2 separate regions of the Zea mays genome follow, and region 1 is linked to region 2. A link is a contact called in public Hi-C data. All regions are on one chromosome and are shown on one strand. The core of a region is the stretch at or near the end of the contact, and the rest is flanking DNA. Distances in the headings are between cores, read along the strand shown.

Region 1 (4,088 bases), core at 627-3,126, 180 kb before region 2:
TTTTGCTTAAATGAGATGTTTATTCAACCAAGATTACATTTTCCCCAATTATTAGTATATGTATTTATAGTATATCTTCTTTATATGACACAAACATACATGTGCTCTAGGTACAAGCTAGTCGCTTGTTTTGAGCTGAACGTCTTGGGTTTTCGTGCTTTATAGTTATAGTAGACTTATCAGCTAAAGTAAACAGTAAGTGGAGAACTGTTACAGTGAGATAAAATCAGTAAGGTTCTCGTGCTTTATAGTTATAGTAGACTTATCAGCTAAAGTAAAAGTAAGTGGAGAACTGTTACAGTGAGATAAGATCAGTAAGGTTCCCAAGTTCCTTTGGAAGTGTTCCAGATAGCGGATTGATAGCCAGAGATCTTGCAAAAATTTCGAAAAAAAAGTATGGTTAACACAAAGCAGTAGCTAGCTAGTAAACGAGGCACAAGAAAGATTTGAAATATAATCCTTACAAATACTGCATGGGAAATTTCCCGATGAATGAAGGCACGGGACCTGTCAAATAATTCTGCATCAGGTTCCTGAAACATCATCAAAGCCACCAGGCCAGTTAGCCAGATAAAAAGTAGCAGTGTTAACTGATTCTTGGTAGACAAATATGGGGGCATTACTGTGAATAATTGTTGGGAGTGCTTTATTCAGAAAAAAAAAGAAACTTGAGAATATATACAAGTTAGATGCCATACAGGTTACTGAGATAGGTGAGGTTCTCCAGCTCGGCTGGTATCTGGCCGACAACATTCAAGCCATACACTCTCCTGCAGAAGCAAATAACATGTCAAAGCGATCGAGACATCATCTCATACATATATAGGTTGAAATACAAGGAGCGTCTATATGGGAAAAACGTTTCTCCAGTGCCAAAGTCAATAACGTAACAATTAAGCCCCGCTCAGGCGTTTCGTCGAGCAGACGGTGGGTGAGCTCCGGTGGCAGATCGACGCGGGTGGTCCGGGAGGGGGAGAGCCGGAGAGGATGAGGATGAGGATCGGAAGTGAGGAAGAGCCTACAGTTTGGTGATGTGACAAACGGTGTTGTCGTCGTAGGAGCAGTCGCACTTGATGCTCGGGTTGATGGTGGGGCTGTTGTCGACGTCGGTGTCGTCGACGGCGACGCCGCTGCAGAGCTCGCCGCTGATGTTCCACCCCGGCGACGCCTTCAGCCCCCATCGCCCCAGGATCGTGCTCAGTGCCGCCGCTGCACAATTGCACGCATACGGAAAAAAATATAGTATATAATATATGCTTTGCGCACGAATGAAAATTTTGCGTCCGTCCAAAAAAAAACACATCATATACATGTAGGATTTCACTTAGCTTGCACAAGAAATTTGTGTGGGAGATATCAGATGTGGTTTCTGCAAGCACTACTACTACTAGAGTATGAGATTTACACGCGCGAGGGGCTAGCTGCCAATATATATAGGTCTTGGAGAGACTACACGCCGACATGCACATTTATATACGTACGTACCTTCGGCTGGATCAGTCCGTGCTGTTTGCTGGCCTCTCGCGGCTGCCACCCACGAGCACGCGAGAAGCAGCCAGAGGAGTCGTCCATGGCTGCTGCACCTGCACCTGCTGCGGCCTGCCATATCCATCTCGCTCGCTCCCTCGTTCGTTCTCTGCAGAGAAGCAAATAAAAGGTGTTTATTTAAGGATCAAAATATCAGCAATCACCATCATGCAGAAAGCTGACTAGCAGCGGCGTGCGTTGTGTTCTCTTCCTTCGCGCATCTGATTGTCGTCTCCCTGTCAGCAGGTTCATACATACCACTCGAGAGCGATAGCGACGGCAGTACTTTTTGTGTACTACGTTCCTATCCTTGCAGAGCCAGCAGCGACTTTGAACATTGACCAACTGTTAATCTCGTGCTCTCCTTGATGCATGCGATTTTAATTGATAGTTGCATGGGGTGAATTCGGTCGATAGGTGATGCAACACTACCGGAGTATGCAGCTTCAGTCCAACAATTTTTTTGTTACGGTTAATTTAGAACTGGTATTGACGACGCTAGCTTCAGTGCAGGTTTTAATGTGAAGATCTCTACAAAAGATATTAGTATATCTACCGGAATTCGCGCCTTTGCCGAGTGCCGGTGGCTTTGCCGAGTGCTTTTTATCGGGCACTCGGCAAATCCGGCTTTACCGAGTGCCGCACTCGGCAACGTCCTGCGCTCGGTAAAGAGCTAGTTTACCGAGTGTAGGACACTCGGCACAGCCGAGCACTCGACAAAGACTTCTTTGCCGAGGGTCAAGCACTCGGCAAACATGGCTCTCGGCAAAGGGCCGTTAGCGGCCGTCTACAACTGACGGCCGTCAGTCTTTGCCGAGTGTCAAATATCGGGCACTCGGCAAACATAGTTTTTGTCGAGTGTCCTCTGTAGACACTCGGCAAAGCATATTTTAATTTTTTTTATTTTGGTCACCAAAATTTTTGTGGTATGTTTCTACACTATGTAGACCTACATGTACCATTTTGGGACAATTATAACAGTTTTTTCTATAGCTAGTACATTTAGTTTGTTTATTTGAATTTCTTCGGAAAATTCAGATTTGAACTGCAGGTCACTCGAAACTTGGAAAACCGTGAATGCAAAAATGATATCCATGCTACATAGCACAAGTTACGACCGATTTCAGGAGCGAACCGGAAACTTCGAGCACCATGCTCACTCAACATGACCGTAAACTTGCCATCCAGGTGTTTAAAAATTGTATAAAACAGAAACAAAGTCAGAAAATCATGAACCCTGTCCACGTGTCATGATATCATATGTAGAGGCTGTGATAAAAATTTGAAAAAGTTTCGAGAAAGCTGTAACGCACTATGTGTACAAACCTAAGAGATCCACATTGAAACTCTATGATTTCATGTGTGGTTCTCTTAGGTTTCTACACATAGTGTCTCACAACTTTCTCCAAACATTCTAAATTTTTTATCACAGACTCTACATATGATATCATGACATGTGGACAAGTTTCATGATTTTCTAAGTTTGTTTGTGTTTTATAAATTTTTTAAACAGTTGTATGGCAAGTTCACGGCCATGTTGAGTGAGCATGGTGCTCGAAGTTTCCGGACCGCTCCTGAAATCGGTCGTAACTTGTGCTATGTAGCATGGATATCATTTTTGCATTCACGGTTTTCCAAGTTTCGAGTGACCTGCAGTTCAAATCTGATTTTTCCGAAGAAATTCAAATAAACAAACTAAATGTACTAGCTATAGAAAACACTGTTATAATTGTCCCAAAATGGTACATGTAGGTCTACATAGTGTAGGAACATACCACAAAAATTTTGGTTGGCAAAATAAAAAAAAAATGTACTTTGCCGAGTGTCCAAGGAAGACACTCGACAAAGACTTCTTTGCCGAGTGCCCCCCAGGGTGGCACTCGGCAAAGATGTGTAAGGTAATATTTGCCGAGTGTCAGATGGTAGACACTCGGCAAAGGATCCTTTACCGAGTGCCACTGATCTGGCACTCGGCAAAGTTTATTTTAAAAATTAAAAAAAACTTTGCCGAGTGCCAGATCACGGGCACTCGGCAAAGAAGGCGAATATACTCGCCCGCGGCTTCCTTCTTTCTCCTTTCTTCTTTCTTCTTTCTCCTTTCTCCTTCTTTCTCCCTGCGCGCCCGCCGCCGCTCCGCGCCATCGCCGGCTCGCCGCCCGCCGTGCCGTCGCCGGCCGCGTCCGCCCACGCCAGCGCCCGCCGCGGCCGCCGCCCGCCGTGCCCGCCGCGGCCGCCGCCCGCCGTGCCCGCCGCGGCCGCCCTCGCCAGCGCCCGCGCCCGCGCCCGCCGCGGCCTCCCTCGCCGGCGCCCGCGCCCTCGCCGGCGCCCGCCCGTCCGCCCGCCCGTCCGCCCGCGCCCTAGTGAGTGTATGAATCATTTTTATTGTAGTTGTATAGCTAGTAGATTTGTTTGGTGGAGCGATTAGGATGGAATCAACTAGCTACTAGAATTGTATAGTGACCTTGCTCGAATGAACTAGAGCGAGTGCTTGTAGTGTTTTATTAGGATTTTGTATTGTATTAACCGCTTGATTGTATAGTGACCTTGCTCGAATGAACTAG
Region 2 (3,921 bases), core at 1,285-3,784:
AAATGACAAATTGAATTTAGTTCCATAATTTAATCATGCGAGAGTACTGAGCTGCTCATGACCATGAGCACGGCTAGTATATTAGTTTTACACTTTGCAGAGGTTGTACCCTGTACCCACAAGTCGTGTATTCCATGTCGTCAGGGTCTGCAAGGCCCTTAGACACTTCCAAGGTGAATGGCTAGGGATCCACTACGAGGCTTTTACAAAGTTCCACTAGCTTCAGAAAACACGCTACAGTTTCTAGGAACAGCAATGCAGGAATCCCCTGTATGGCCACCATCGCAGCAAAATCAACCTGGGAACCTCCCTACACGCCTACTCCCCTACTGCCCTTGCCCCTATTGGGTAAGGTAGTCCTCCACTAGCTTTCCTAGTTAGTCAGCCAAGGGCGTCCCATTCCACCCTTGTGGTAGCACGTGTTTCTCAAGTTAAGCTCCATGTTCCAATTAAAAATAATGATTTTGACATGGACAATAAATAAAATAACAAAATAATTGGAACATGGACATAATGTAATATTAATTCCAAAACCATATAGAGCAATAGCAAAACTACCCAAATAATTCAGGGGTGAACAAGGTAAAAAGATAACCAAACTAGGGTGACCTATTGGGTCCCAACAAAATTAAGCCTATGCATGAGTAAGTGATAATAAAGAACATTATTGGGTAATAAAAGTGATCAAGGGCACAACTTGCTTGGGACTTGAGATTGCAGGTACCAGGATGACCTTTAGGTGACTCGTGACCTCGCGCTAGTCATAGCAATACAAACAAATGGTATAGACAAAATTAACATCCCACCAAACATAAGAATAAATTGCATAATAATGATCTACGCGTTGCTACGAGATCGCGGGAACAAGAATTGCTAAATTCGAAGTAACGGTTAAGGAGTTATGATTTATGGAAGATCTTCATGATTAAAGTATGTAAAACTATATTCTATGTTGATTATGTAAACTATATGAGTAAGGATATTAAAGGGATAACTAACTCAAGTTTTAATCTAATTTATAATCCACTTAAAGATCATACTTTAGTCAATTTCAGAGGAACAAAATTAAAATACCTCTTTTCCTTGGGCTAGGACAGTTAACCCTATAAGTATATGTATTTAATTATTTTAAGAACATGACAAAACAATATCACTAATGCCTGAGCAATTTTATTATGAAGCTAATGCAATTTTATTATGATTATTTAATTATGAATTTCTAAAGTCATTTAGTAACTAGAATAAAATAACTCAAGTGAATAATTTTAATTCAAGTTTCATGACTAAACAGAGCTACTAATTGGTAGACAATTTTATTACAAAATTAATGTCACTGGAATGGATCAATTTGGAGTTAAAATGAATTTAATATTAATTATACAAGTTTCTGGAATTATTTGCGTACTAAAAATCAATTTCTGAATTTATTTATTTGATTTCCCGAGCTCTGGACAGCGCAACAAATACTAAAAAGTCCGAGGTTAATATCGCAAATGTCCCACAGACTCAGACTTTCTTCAGGGTGGACTACGGGTTGTTTTCGAATAAGCCAAGGGGCTCATCCGTAAAATTGGCGCCACGAAGGGGTACGGGGTAAGGTCGACCGTCCGATCACGACCCGAGCTCTTAGATCTATTCCTTACTTAATTGAACCGGTACGCACTACGAGCCATTGGATCTAAAATCTCTGGTCAGGATTTTAAAACATCGCTATCAGACTTCGTCCACTGACCCGATGATCAAGGACCAAGATGAGCTGGGCCGAACCAGTACGGGGCCCCAATCCTGACTGTTGGTGGCCAGATTAGCGGTTAGACATGCTCCCACAACCCAGGCGGCCGAACGACGGCGCATAGGCCCTCCCCACGGCGGCGGGTTCGCCGAAGTTGGTGGAGCTGGCACCCCAATCCCTAATCTCTAATCCAATCGGTGCCACACGATCCTACGAATGAGGCGAATGTGCCAAGGGGCTTACCAAAGTTAGGGATCGGATCTGGAGAGTCGACCAGGGTTCATGGTGGCTCCACGGTGGAGCTATGCCTCGGCGAGCAACTGCTCGAGCTCCAATGGTGCTGCCCGATCGATTGGCACCCTCTGGCGTCCTCTCTCTCTCTACCTCTTTCTCCTCTTTCTCTCCGTCTTCGGTGGGGTATTCAAGGTGTCAGCCCGTGGCTTATAGCAATGGGGTGACTATGGTGCTATACGAAGCAAGTGGAGGCCACAAACTTGTAACCACCCAAGGCGCTCCTGACGGAGGTGGTTACGGCACGCGTAGAGCTTGCTGCAAGGCAAAGGAGGAGGTCCTACATGCGTGGGTTCCAGCGGAATAGGGATCTTTCCCTGACCTTGCGCGGAATTCTGTTATAACACGCGCGAGGGAGGAGATGGCTCTGATGGGTGGGGCCCACCTAAGAAGTGACGCCGGGGAAGTCCACCGCGAGAGTAGAGGCATTTGCGTCAGTCGGTTGCATGCAAGGAGCAGTCGTGGTCCACACGTCGGTGACAAGGAAGCGCGCCCGCTCACGCAGACTGACGCGTGGGACCGCCCGCAGCGACCCCGCACAGCCACGCATCCCTGATGAGGGCCTAACAGGTGGGCCCTGCCCACCAGTGAGCGAGGGCGCAGGAGGCAGTGGGCCGAGAGAGGTAGATCCGGCCCAGGTGAGTTTTTCCTTTTTTATTACTTTTTATTTCCTATTTCTTTCCCTTTTCCAATTTGAAACATCCAACCAATTTCAAATCCTTGTTTTAAATTTCGAATTTCAAATCTCCACATAGTCCTATTGTGATTACAAATCCCACTAAATGTAATGTTATTATTTGTTCTCATAACCATTATTTAATTCTAGGAGTAATAAATGATTATTACAATTTCCTTTCTCATCTTCTATTTTCCATTCCCTTTTTGATTTACAAATTTCAAATTCAAATCCAAGATAAAGTTTAAGAATTCAAATTTTTGATACATACTCAAAATCACTTATGATGCAATAGAGATATATTTATTTTAATTAATTTATTCGTTTGGTAGATGTTGGAAATATGAAACACACTCATATTGTTTCTTTCTTTTTAGAAAAATAGCATTTTGAATATGGGATAAGGATTAAAAGTTACTTCAATAATAAATATTCGTTATCTAATTATTTTGAAAGAAGGTAATGTATATTTCCATTTAAGTGTTTCTTGATTGTTTTAAGAGTATGTATAAATTTATGAGGAGAACAAATCAATGGAGTATCTCACCTTACTATTTTATTTCTTTATTTTTTCTCTACAAATTTTGGGCTTTACAAATCCTACCCCCTTAACAGAAATCTCGTCCTCGAGATTTGTAAGAAAAGGGATGTATAACCATATTGTCTTAGAACATATGCACAAACAAAAATTTCGGCATGATGCGTAACTTATTAGCACCACGTAGGGTCAATTAGACTTTATCCTAACTACTAACTAAAGTAACATTTAGGTCTTACAAATAGTAATATATATATATTTATGTATCTTGGTGGAGTTGGTGGGTGGTGGTGGATGTTAGAAATATGCCCTAGAGATAATCATAGAGATGAGCATATTTCTTTGTATCCATGATATATATATATTGCTTAATTGAATATCCATGGAAGGCACCTTGTATTGATTAGCAATTATGTGAATTGTTTGTGAGATTCTTTACTTATATGGTTATTCTAAATGATGTCCCTAGTCAGAGTCGATGACTAGCACATGTATTAGTAGATGACTACATTTCACAAGTCATGAACATGGAGATGTTAAATTAATAATGTGGGCGCATGTATGACATGAGGCTGGACCGACCCAACGTGAGATATTGTAATATAGTTCTCTTCTTGCAACATGAATACTGTATCCTTAGACCTGAGATTGTCGCATGTTCTCAAGATGTGAATTGACTTACTT

Evidence for each region. A called contact is a pair of places that touch in the nucleus more often than the background predicts.
Region 1: a Hi-C map of leaf shows a contact between it and region 2, with 4 times the contacts expected there. The contact joins the promoter of LOC103641142 here to the enhancer-like site in region 2. A contact is called at or near these places in 4 of 25 Hi-C or Micro-C datasets (bundle sheath, endosperm, leaf and 1 more).

What each region holds. Positions count from the first base shown.
Region 1 is chr10:64,156,619-64,160,706 of Zm-B73-REFERENCE-NAM-5.0, reverse strand. It overlaps LOC103641142 (probable LRR receptor-like serine/threonine-protein kinase At1g56130), which reads right to left and starts at 1,876. Exons shown (of 25, transcript XM_008664510.3): 1 at 1,786-1,876; 2 at 1,486-1,636; 3 at 1,023-1,209; 4 at 699-770; 5 at 465-533; 6 at 300-371. The coding sequence starts at 1,612.
Region 2 is chr10:63,974,959-63,978,879 of Zm-B73-REFERENCE-NAM-5.0, reverse strand. No RefSeq gene overlaps it. Among protein-coding and RNA genes, the nearest start is that of LOC109943106, 110 kb to the right of the region's middle. Within about 2 kb of position 2,534, at least 17 of the 20 cell types and tissues checked have an H3K27ac peak or open chromatin away from gene starts, as enhancers often do. A contact at or near this core is called in bundle sheath, leaf and tassel, where this site is marked.